Regions from separate parts of the Muntiacus reevesi genome. Here region 1 is linked to region 2. Evidence: chromatin contacts called from public Hi-C data. All regions are on one chromosome and are shown on one strand. Each heading gives the region's core, a stretch centred on a gene start, on an enhancer-like site or on the middle of the called end of the contact. The rest is flanking DNA. Distances are from core to core; before and after follow the strand shown. Region 1 holds the start of RPL31 (ribosomal protein L31). Region 2 holds the start of CNOT11 (CCR4-NOT transcription complex subunit 11).

What was found. Hi-C and Micro-C count contacts between places; a contact is called where the count stands out from the background.
Region 1: a Hi-C map of muscle shows a contact between it and region 2, with 7 times the contacts expected there. The contact joins the promoter of RPL31 here to the promoter of CNOT11 in region 2. A contact is called at or near these places in 2 of 3 Hi-C or Micro-C datasets (blood and muscle).

What each region holds. Positions count from the first base shown.
Region 1 is chr3:95,556,079-95,559,026 of mMunRee1.1, forward strand. It overlaps RPL31 (ribosomal protein L31), which reads right to left and starts at 1,699. Exons shown (of 4, transcript XM_065929712.1): 1 at 1,593-1,699. The coding sequence starts at 1,699.
Region 2 is chr3:95,371,760-95,374,686 of mMunRee1.1, forward strand. It overlaps CNOT11 (CCR4-NOT transcription complex subunit 11), which reads right to left and starts at 1,662. Exons shown (of 7, transcript XM_065929705.1): 1 at 1,061-1,662. The coding sequence starts at 1,577.

The DNA of each region.
Region 1 (2,948 bases), core at 449-2,948, 180 kb after region 2:
TCCTTGATGGTGGGACCAGTGTAGTCAGGCTGAGGAAGGCAGACCCAAGAGGACGGGCTCACTTGCCAACAAAAAGGGAAGGCTGCAAGGAAACTGGAAAGTGTGTGTGTGGGCAGCATGGACACAGAGTTTGGTTCAGGGTTATGTAAAATTTGAAATGCCTATTAAAATACACATGTATACATCTTTAACAGCAGCTGGAAATATGAGGCCCTAAAACTAGTTGCTATTACCAAGCATAGTTAGAGAAGGGTTGAGTTCTGGACTCAATATTAAGAGGATGGGATGTGAGGAGAAACATAGATCAAGGAGGAGCAGCTGCAGAGGCAAGAAAAACACAAGAACGTGGAATCCTAGGGAGCAAAATGAAGAATGAACAAAGAACTGCCAATTGGTGCCCATCAAGAACTAAAAACGACCCATTCATTTAGTACTGTGAAGGTCTTCACTTAGGGCTTTTGTAACAAAAATGCATGAAAAACTCATCCACCTGCGTTGGCTCACAGCCACTCTATTCTAAGGTCTGGTTAACTGTGCGCCTGTAAAACATCAGCCTATGACTTACTCTTCACCCTTTTCTCTGGATGCTTGCCTACCTCCTCCTCCTAAGCTAGGTGGGCAGGATCTTTTGGTTCCCCGTTGAACCCGCAGAGCCCAAGACAGACTTATGTGCTCCCCACATGAATCCACCAGGCCCCACACTGAAAGACTCCACAGACACAATACTCCCTGGCTCACGCATGGTCAACACCTGGCCCAAAGTGTCAGGCCCAGCGGGGTCGCTGCCACATGTAGGTCCCTCACAAAGTCAGCTGTCCAGATATAGGAGACCGACCAAGCCAGTCAAGAAATTTTTGCAGGGCAATGTTTGCTGTTAAAAGAACTCCAAACAGCAGCATTCAAGAAAAGATGCAGTCTCCAGTATCACTGGTCAGCACCATGCGCAGAAAAGGGAAGGCACTACAACCAAGCCTCCAGAGACCAACACCGAGAACCGGGACATTGGCAATCACCCCCAATATTCCTGTGTATCGCCAATCCACAACCTCCAGGTGTCCTCCCAGCAAATAACTCCACCGGCACATCCTTCCGTGGTCTCTACAACGGTTTCACTCCCGGCATTACGACTTTCCCAGTTTCAGTACCCATCTGTGTGGGTCAGGGAACTAAAGAAACTGTATCACAGCGTTCCTGTTCTTGGCAGGTCTGGCTTCAATTAACTAGTGAACCTGACTACAAAGACTCAGACACATCAGCGTTCACTCCCGCACAGCCTTCAGGCCTGCCAGGGTTTTATTCGACGACAAAGCAACGAGTGGAATGGTTTAATCACTACCGCATCTCCCCAAGCTGGCTCTCCCAGAAACCTTACTGTTCTATGTCCCGTTTCTAGGTATCAACCTCTGAGGCATTACCTTTTAAGTCCTATAAACCTTAAACAGGGTCCATGGAAATAGACTTGAGCTTTCGCAGGATTAATGCCTAATTTCTGGCCCACCCGGCCTTCAGGCTAGACAGACTCAGAGACCACCAGACCGTGATTTCGGGAGCCCCCAACGGCAGGGCCAGCGGCAGGCCGCAGGGGTACTCACACTCCATGGATGCGCTTGTGAATGTTGATGGTGTATTCTCTTGTCACCACCTCGTTGATGGCGGACCGGCCCTTCTTCTTCTCGCCGCCCTTCTTTGCGGGAGCCATCTAAACAAACCCAGGCGACAAAGCAGCTCAGGGCGAGTGCGTCAAACCTAAGTCAAGGCCTCCCTCCCGGCCCGGCCTCACGCAGCCGCCCTCGGTACGGTTTCCGGGGACAGAAAGACCGGCCAGGTCCCTGAAGCCCCAGGTCTGGGTAGAGACAAGCCGGCTAGTCCGCGCGGCCCAAGTATCCGTATCCCTTAGGTGCCCCCGCCCCGGAAACCCCTGCAGCTCGGGTTTCCCCAAGCCTGGCCTCTCTCCCTCTCAGGCTCCGGGAGCCCTTAAATGCAGCGTAGATTCCCGTGCGCCGGGGACGCAGGGTCCCAAGTCAGCTCAGGACAGAGCCTGCAGTCCTGGTCAGCACAATCCAGGTAGAGGATGGCACCGGATTCCTGCAGACGAGACTCAGCAGCCATACTCACCCTGCAGGGCCGTGGTTGGAAAGGAAGAGGGCGAGGGATTGTGGGAGAAGGAAAGTAGCCTCGCAAGTACAACTTCCGGGTTACCTGGAGGCGGGGGAAGGAGGAGGCGCTGCTGTGACGCAAGCAGCGCGCGCCGGGGGGTAAAGGCGTGAAGGCCTCTGGGGCGGGGCCTCGGGAGTCGCGCTCTCCCTCGCAGTTTCCTGTCGCCGGTCCGCGCCTCCCGCGCGGGAGCGAGGGTGGGAGGGGCTTGCGGTTCACGTTTAAGTCTTCAGAGAAAACGGGATCCTGGTCCCCAGGTGGAGGGGGGCAGGGTAGGGAGAGAAGACGCTCTTCTGTTTTCCCACTCGCTCAGTGATTCGGCCAGCCTTGCCTGAACTTGTGTGCCTGGTGAGCAGCTTGGAGATGAGCTACGCGGCTGCCGACCTGGAGGAAGCCGGGAGCCTTTTCTGGCGGCAGCGATCAGCTAGCTGCAGAGGTGCAGAGGGGCCTAGGCTAGGGGCGACGAGGGAGGCAGAGCAGAGGTTTACACAAGAAGCGTTTCGAAGTTAAAAGCGCCAGTTTGTAACTGACTATATGAAATGTCAATTTAGGAGACAGTAGTTGATTAAATCACCTTAAAAATAGTAAAATACTATGTGCAGTCTATTATATTGGAGAAATCTATATGATTTCGTGACCTTAAATATGTTTTTAGCTCTGTCACAACAAAATGACCCAATAACAGCAATGGAAGCAGCGCTTTTATCCAACACCTGGTGTAAAATAGGTGCCTTGAAAATGAAAAGGGAGGAACCTGAAGCCAGGAGGTTGATAGACTTCATGAGTTGACAGAC
Region 2 (2,927 bases), core at 412-2,911:
AATGACTAGCTTACCTGTAGAAGCCCTCTCCTGCAAGAAAAAATTCTCTAGTATTACATTAATCCTCTGCCTTCACCTTCTGGCGCCCGGAATAGCAGTCCCTTCCTGAGGAGTGACTTACCTGTTTCCTCACTGCCTAAGGACTATGAGATCAAGCTGCTTCCCACCTCTGACCACCTGTTCTGCCCACTACACTGGTCCCTGTCTAAATCTCCCAGATACTCATCACCATCTATCTCCTCTGTTCCTTTCTCCTCTCCTGGCTTCAGGTCTTCTCCTAAAATCAAGTCTCATAAACCATCTATTGAGCTACAAATAAAAGCAGCATCGCATCAAATCCACCGGTCTCACCAAAGTTGCAGAAAACACACCTTTTACATAATGTCCGGTAGTAGTTTTCTAATCTAGGCGGTGAATTCGAGGCTGCTTTCTATCCTGTGACCCCATCATGCTAACCACAGACACCTAACAGCAAGAAGGTGGTTAGTATAGTCCTTTGTTGTTTAGCTAAGTCGGGTCCCACTCTTTGCGACCCCATGAGCTGTAGCCTGCCAGGCTCTTCTGTCCATGGGATTCTGCAAGCAAGAATACTGGAGTGGGTGGCCATTTCCTTCTCCAGGACATCTTCGTGACCCAGGGGTCCAACCCGTGTCTCCTGCATTGGCAGGCGGGTTCTTTACCACTGAGCCACCGGGGAAGCCCTGAGTAATGTGTATCTTCGCTCAACCACGTCTTCCGGTTCTGACTGACTTCTCATTGACTCCCCTGAGACTTAAAGCCGGGGGCAGATAAAGTGTGTCGTTACTTACAACTTCACACACCTCTGACGGGCTAGACGAGAACGAACCGCATGTGAGGCAGAAAAGCGTCAAGCCCCACGCTAAGCTGCACGGTTTGACGGCTCCTACTGTTGCGGGGGGAGCGGTTAATTTTCGGTGCCAGGAAGCTGCCACTCCTCCGTACTTGGTGGAGGGGGTGGGGAGGGAATTTCAAAAGGAGACGATGCATTTCCCGGGCCGGTGAAGGCCCAGCAGCTCCAGGCGGGCGGTCCCAGACGTACCTGAGAGGGGCGGCCGATCGGGTTCCTGGCCGCCGCGGGCGGGCGGCGCGGGGTTGAGCAAGTGCGCGAAGCTGGCGGCGAAGGGGTTGGCGGCGAGCGGCTCGGTGCGGTACATCTCCCACAGCAGGTAGAGCGCCGTGAGGCGCTGCGCCGCGCTGGGCAGCAGGTCCGGCTGCTGCAGCAGCATCACGAGCACCGAGCCCAGGCGGAAGTGGTCGGCTTTGCTGAAGTAGTGGTGGAAGGCGGTGGATAGGCCCTCGAAGGTGCTGCCGCCGCCCGCCTCCTCCGAGATGATGCTCAGCAGGCTCGAGAGCTCCTTCGGGGTCAGGCTCATCCTGCCCGCGGGGCCCCCCGGGCCTCCGCTCCCCGGCCCGGGGACGCCCGCTCCGCCTCTGCCGCTAGAGCCCGAGCCTCCCGGGCCGCTCCTGGACGCCGACCCCGCTGCTTCCCGGGCTCCCCTTTGCTCCGCGGCGGTGAGCAGCCGGCCAGATGCCGCGCTTGCCCCGCCGCCGGGCATCAACCTCTTTCGCCCGTCCTGCTTCCCGGCCGGAGGGGCCCTGGCGCCGGCTCGCTCCGTCCCTGCGGCCGTAAAGCGCGCTGTGGCACGACAGCGTCGCGAACAAAACAAGCCTGGAACCCAGCCGGCAGTACAAGAGTGCAGCGCGGAGCGAGAGCGAGGCTGCTGGAGCCAGGCCAGCGAGAAGATCCCGAGACGCCGAGCGGGCGGGGCAAAAAGCCGGAAATTGAGGCGGGGCTTGCAAGAGGGGCTGAGCCGCCGGCGGGGCCGGATATCGCCCTGAGGAAGTCTCGCGGAGCCACAGCGCGGCGCTACAGCGCGGCGCTGAGTTATCATCTGCGCATGCGCGAGCGAGAGACGCGCCACCGGGCACTGTGCCCGGGAGAAACCGTCGTCCAGATAAATGTCTGGAAAAAGGCATATTAGAAACTGAAAAGCTCTCTTAATTAACACACATGACTATTCATGGTAGAAGATTTTTAAGTGCAAATAACTACAGACCACGCATTTCTCACAACCGAAATTAATTTTCAATCCTACACTATTTGAAGAAATGGAGTCATACTGCGCACGAGCTATTGTAAGCAGTTGTTTTACAAAATTTCCAGGAAATGTTTTCAGAAAGCAGAAACACCTGCCCAGGCGACTAGGGCTCGTTCCAGGTGGGAACCACCCAAACTCGCTCGGTTCCTCCCTTAGACCTGCAGAACCCAGCAGGGATTCCTGCCAGGGAATTTGGGAATCCCAAGTTTCGGAAATCCCGTGTGAGCTAACTAAATGCTGGCAACTGGAGAATTCTCTAGTTCAGTGCCTCCTTAGTTCTAAAGTAAAATTGAAAGCAGAGAAACTGGTTGGTCATTGAGGATGAATATTCTGAAGACTTTTTGAATTGACTATTAGAGGGACTTCCCTGGTGGTCCAATGGCTAAAACTGTCAGGGGGGCCTGGGTTGGATCCCAGATCAGGGAACTAAGATCATGCCTGATGCAATGAAGAGCAAAGATTCCATGTGCCACAACAGAGGCCTGACGCAGCTAAATTTTTTTTTTAAGTTTAAAAAATTGGTAGCTATCCCTCTAGAAAGGTCCTGACAATTAAGAGCAGCAGACATAACTTGCTAACTTGGGAGACTGATTTAAATTATCTTGAAGGTATTCTTATTTACTACAGTAAATAAACTTTATTGTGTTTGGGAAGTCTGTTTGTTATTGGGGTTTGGTCTTTTTATTTTCGTACTGCAGAGTTGTTTTTTTTTTAATGTTTTTTTATTTTTTTAGGCTGTTCCAGGTCTGGCCAGTTGTGGCATGCTGGATCTTTAGCAGTGGCATGTGAGGTCTAGTTTCCTGACCA